Regions from separate parts of the Hordeum vulgare genome. Here region 2 is linked to region 1. The links are chromatin contacts, called in public Hi-C maps. All regions are on one chromosome and are shown on one strand. The core of a region is the stretch at or near the end of the contact, and the rest is flanking DNA. Distances in the headings are between cores, read along the strand shown.

Region 1 (2,897 bases), core at 31-2,530:
ACCTCCGTCCGGAAATACTTGTCCTAAAGATGAATGCATCTAGACTTATTTTAATTGTAGATACATCCATTATGTGCATTTTTAGGACAAGTATTTCCGGACGGAGGGAGTACTAAAGTTCCCTGCTCACATGAAGTTTTCACAGATCAATCATGTACCATCGTCATGCCAAATCAGTTCGGAGAATTAAACCTAAGACTTCAGCTGTGATACGAAAAAGTTTGCACATGCACCATTCTAGCATGCATAGTAGCAAGCATTTCTAGTCAACGTCACAAAATATGGTTGCATTAGATTCCAAAACAGCAAACTCCAGAGTGATAATTATATAGTGTCGCCTTGCCGGTAATATCTTTCACAAAATATCCATGGAAATATGCCAAGTCTCGGCTATTAGAAGTTAGCGTGCCTCTTTGTACATATGCATTGCCTGCCTACTGAATGCAGTTTGTTCAAAGTTCAAACAAAAGCAAAACCCTAAAAAAAGGTTCAAGTACTCACTTGTGCGCCTATTTTCTTTATTTTACAGATTATCGCCTGAATTCCACAAATAATGCTTGGACGATGCTGATATTCCAAGAGCACTCTACAGTTCAGTCTCACCTGCTACCAGAAGACTAATTTAATGAAGTCGAAATACCAGAAAACAAAATTAGTAGTACAATTTTTTATGAACAAAGTGTAGTTTCAGCAGAGGAAGTGAAAAGACATTACTGCAGGCCGACGGAGTAGTTATGTCAATATGTTTGTCTTTCGTTTCATTTTCAGATAAAATCAATGCAGTTCTTTGCGTCTGCATATATAATTAGACAGGCCATGATTTTGAGATTGGCTATTTTCAAGATGATGCATGAACTGCTATTTTTAAGACAGTCACTAATAATACAGATTGCTACTGTGCGGAGGCAAGTTAGAGATATGAGAACGGCAGCATGCATCTGGGCAAAAGCTCCAAAGCCTATGGAGATCAAAAGCATCAATCTGAAACAATTAGTAAAATCCGTGAGCTTACGGCATCGAAACTGGCGGCCGTGTTGTGGATTCGCTCTGCTCCCTCCCCATGGGTTCGTGGCCGCGGTGACGATGCGACGGCGGCAACGGGGACGGAGTCGTTGTGCAGGCAGCGCCGCCGGCGACCGATGGGAGTGTGACGGAGTATTATTCAGGCATGTAACTCTTTGTAGAAACTGCGAGATGACGCCCAACTATTAGATGAGGCCCAGTCGTTGGTTTAGGGCGAAATTTAGAGAAAAAAGGGGAAAAAAGGAAAATAAAAAAGAACATAAGTTTGTGGCCTCTAGCCGGCCCATCTCACACAACCTTTGACGTGACGGGTTAAGACTCTATTTCTTATCGGCTTTATAGAATGGTTTTTTAAATATATTTTTGCGGGTTTTGATTTTTCACCGATCTTTCTTAGCTTTCTGAGAAAAAATCGAAAAACAAAAAATTATGCAAAAAAACACTTTTTTTTTTGTTTTTTATTCCTCGAGATGAACAGTTTTGCTTTCGCGAGAGCCACAGCCGTACCTCTCGAAAACGAAAAAAATATGTTTTCTGTTTTTTTCATAAGAGGCACAATTTTGCTTTCACGGACGTGCCTTTCGAAAAAGAAAAAAAATGTGTTTTTTATTTTTTCGAGTGAAAGACACGGTTTTACTTTCGTGAAAGGCACGACCGTGCCACTGATGAATGAAAAAGATATATTTTTAATATTGTTTTTTGCGAGAGACACAGTTTTGCTTCCGTGAGTGACATGGCCGTGCCTCTCAGAAACAAGAAAAAACATGTTTTTTGTTTTTTTTTCTATCGCGGTAGACACATTTTTTTGTTTGGTTTTTTTTACCCGTTCTTTATGAAAAAAAGTTTATTAAAACATATAAACATGGTATCTAGTTTTGAAGATCTTGATGTGAGAAACCCAATGATGAAAACAATTCAACATTTGAACGTACTGTTTAAGAGATACAAGATTTCAGAAATACGGACTAGAAAAAGGGAAAACTTTCGAATCACGACAAACGACACCCATTCAGTGCATCACTTGTCGTAATCTGAAAAGATAAAAATAATATTTAAAAGAAATATTCTTTAATTAATGATTTTGGATATAAGGGCGGGCACCCGATAGGGCGCGTAATAGGCTGTGGGCTTCGTGCGTCCATTGTGAAGCCTGTAGTACCTGGCGTTTTCAGGCCATGCTCCCGAAAATAACAACACCACTAATTAAGGGGTATCTTTTACTAAGGCTATTCCTACCTTTATAGGAGTTGACTAGTGACGTGTTGTATGTGCGTCACCTGTCGTAATTTAAAAGTTTTATTATTTTATATAGATATGTTTATTAAAAAAATGCATGTTAAACTGTGCATGCAAATTATGAACCATTTTGATTATTAAAATTCTCGCTTCAAGATCTATACAACTAGAATTCAGTCTGAAGCTTTAAAATAGGGTTTGACTTTTTTTATACGTAGAAAGGAAAAATCAGAAAAAAATAAGCTGGAAATATTTTCCTTAATTTCCCCTCTTTTTGAGAGGAAATAGATGTGCTTTTCACTGAAGCAAATCTATGCTTCTCGAGAAAACAAAAACAAGATGTTTTTTTTGTGAAAGGCAAAACTGTATTTTTCACAGCAGTAAATCTATGTCAAAATGAGAAACTAATAGTGTCTTCCATCAAAGGAAAAAAAGTGCAATTTTTTATTCATTTTTGTCTTTTGCTAAAGCAAATCTGTGTCTTCACGAGAAGCAAATTTATCTCAAGCAAAGTAAACTCATTTTTTTTTCTTGAGGCGCAACTATCCCCCATAAAAGCAAAAATATGGATTCACTATAAGAAAATATGTCCCTCGTGCAAAAAAAAATGTTTTTCTTATTTTTCAAGAGGAACAGTT
Region 2 (2,700 bases), core at 87-2,586, 290 kb before region 1:
ATAGCAGGTGGAAGCCAGTAATATTGGCAATCTCCGGCATTGTCTAATACTCCCTCCGTCCCAAAATTCTTGTCTTAAATTAGTCTAGATATAAATGCATCTTGTCAAGTTTTCGTATTTAGATACATTCATTTCTAAACAAACCTAAGACAAAAAATTTGGGACGGAGGGAGTATGAAGTACTTACTTTCCATATTAAGGAGAGACAGACACAAGACGTGGAGCATAGTATCATGCCCCCGTCACCTGTGGCCGCCACCCGACACGGGTTGATCATACTCCCTCCGTTCCTAAATATAAGTCTTTTTAGAGATTCCACTAGGGGAGTACATACGTAGCAAAATGAGTGAATGTATACTCTAATGTATATCTATATACATCCGTATGTAGTTCCCTAGTGGAAACTCTAAAAAGACTTATATTTAGGAATGGAGGGAGTAGAAGGTAGCGAGTGCCGTAGGGCGCACCTGCCAGCTGTGGTGCCCAGATCCAATTTAATGACATGTAATCGAACAGATCATTATGCTGAATGAAAATGATTCCCAATTCACATCTCCTGCTCTTCAATCCCACCCCCTTGCTGCTCTACTCACATCCCCAATTCCCCTCACCGCCGACGAAACCTCTAACCACTGGTTGAAAACGCCATACACAGGCAAGCGTAACCTCTACTGCCTGCCGCCAGAGGCAGATCTACCATATGTCCTAGCAGACAGGGCACATAAGGATGAAAGGTGGCTACCTTGGGGACTGGAGAGGCGGCGGGAGCGGCAGGGAGGAGAACAGGCGCCCGCCCGAGACCCCCGGCGTCTTCGGCGGGATAGGCAACCCACGGCATCTGACGAGGCGGTGGCGCACAAGGCCTCCCTCAACCCGCAGCGTCCTCGGCGGCGACGGCAGGAGAGGCATCGCGCGGCAGCGGAGGAGGACGCGGTGGTGGTGGCGCATGCGCGTATGCTGCTTCGCGCTGCCCGCCGGGTTTGGCTTATAGCGCTGGCTGTTGGTGGCAACGAGGGAGCGGCCGGCCGGTCGTAGTCTCTGCGGCGGAGCAACAAGAAATGGCGGCCATTTAGAGGGTCTCTCTCACATCCCGCCAACAACCGCTCCGGCCTCACAAATCGTGCAATGCGAGGCTGGATTAGATGGGCCTTACCTAGCGCAGCGCCGGGGGCTCGTCGGCGGTGCAGATCCTGGGCAGGGGCGCGTCCGGGAGAGGTTGCGGGCGCCGGCGGCGGGCGGGTAAGGGCGGAGTCGAGGAGGAGTGTGAAATCCGCCGCCGCCGCCGCGAGGCGTGCGTCAGATGGATCGAGAGGTGATAGACCTGAAAGGGTGGGCTTGCCCGTGCACCGGACCAGAAAGCCCAGGTTGGCCCAGCTAACCAAAGAACGCGGATTTTATTGCCGGAGCAGGGAGGAGCTCCTACCTGCCGCTCCAGCGCCGCATGGGGGGGGGGGGGGGGGGGCATAATGGGCCAGCCCAGTTTTATTTCTATTTTCTGTTACCTTTTTCCTTCACTGTTATTTTTATTTGTTTGTTTCTTTTTTCCTTTTTACTTTGTTTTTTATTTAAAGCAAAAACATTTTTCGAATTTAAAGAACAACTTTCAAAAAACGTGAATAATTCTGGAAGCGTGAACATTTTTCGAATTTTGAGAACATAAATTTTGTAAAGGAGAACAATTTTGCAAAATACCAAACAAATTTGAAAGCGCAAACACATTTTTCAAGCACAAACATTTTTTGAATTATCAAAACAAAAAACTTTTAATAGGAACATTTTTATAAAACATGTGCAAAATCGTTTTTCAAATGGGAAAAGCTAACCATCAGCAGGCGGATTATAATGACCACATCAGCCACCTCCCCCGTAAGACACGCGTCCAAGTGACTATGCGGTTCTGCAACAAAGACTATGTTTTTGAAACATATACGATGTTGGAGTGGTCTACTGTAGATTTATGTTCTGACCATCCGGCCGCCGTCAGCCGCCTATGAACGTTGCAAAAAAAATTCGCAACTTGACCTTTGTTGTAAAAATTCCTGAAACATGACCTTTGTTGCAAAAAATTCTCCCGCAAAAATACCTATGTTGCAGAAAGACGAAGAAAAAAAATCCTGCAACAAGCAAATTGTTTCTGAAACTCGACCATTGTTTCAGGAATTAACGGGTCCAAAGTTTATTTCTTGCAACAAAGCGAAAGTTTCTGCAACTCAGCCATCGTTTCAGAAATTATGGGGTGCCTGACCGGAGCAGATCCGACGGCTACGTGTAGATCGGAAGGCCCTCCAAGTGGTGGATGTTTAGTAAACATCCACCGGTGGATGCATAGCAGGCCCCTTTTCAAATTCTGAATTTTTTTTAAAAATTCCGGAAAAGTTTCAAATTCCAAAACATTTTTTTAAATTCCGGAACATTTTTCCAAATACGGAGCATTTTTTACAAATTCCGGAACTTTTCTAAAATTATGAAAATATCAAAATCCGGAAATTCTTTTAAAATTCCGGAATTTTTTTAAAATTTCGTAACATTTTTTAAAATTCCGGAATATTTTTTTCAAATTCCAGAACATATTTTCAAATTTCAGAACATTTTTTCAAAATCCAGAATATTTTTACAAATTACGGAACTTTTTTTTAAATACCAGCACATTTTTCAAATTCCGGAACATTTTTTCAAATAGCCGAACATGTTTTCAAATTC

The links. A called contact is a pair of places that touch in the nucleus more often than the background predicts.
Region 2: a contact with region 1 is called in a Hi-C map of leaf, with 6 times the contacts expected there. The contact joins the promoter of LOC123405786 here to the enhancer-like site in region 1. A contact is called at or near these places in 2 of 6 Hi-C or Micro-C datasets (leaf and seedling) and 1 of 1 datasets of contacts at active chromatin or transcription factors (embryo).

What each region holds. Positions count from the first base shown.
Region 1 is chr1H:32,700,209-32,703,105 of MorexV3_pseudomolecules_assembly, reverse strand. No RefSeq gene overlaps it. Among protein-coding and RNA genes, the nearest start is that of LOC123405939, 6.9 kb to the right of the region's middle. Within about 2 kb of position 1,280, at least 1 of the 3 cell types and tissues checked has open chromatin away from gene starts, as enhancers often do. A contact at or near this core is called in leaf, where this site is marked.
Region 2 is chr1H:32,989,936-32,992,635 of MorexV3_pseudomolecules_assembly, reverse strand. It overlaps LOC123405786 (4'-phosphopantetheinyl transferase HetI-like), which reads right to left and starts at 1,336. Exons shown (of 9, transcript XM_045099362.1): 1 at 1,154-1,336; 2 at 743-1,038. The coding sequence starts at 948.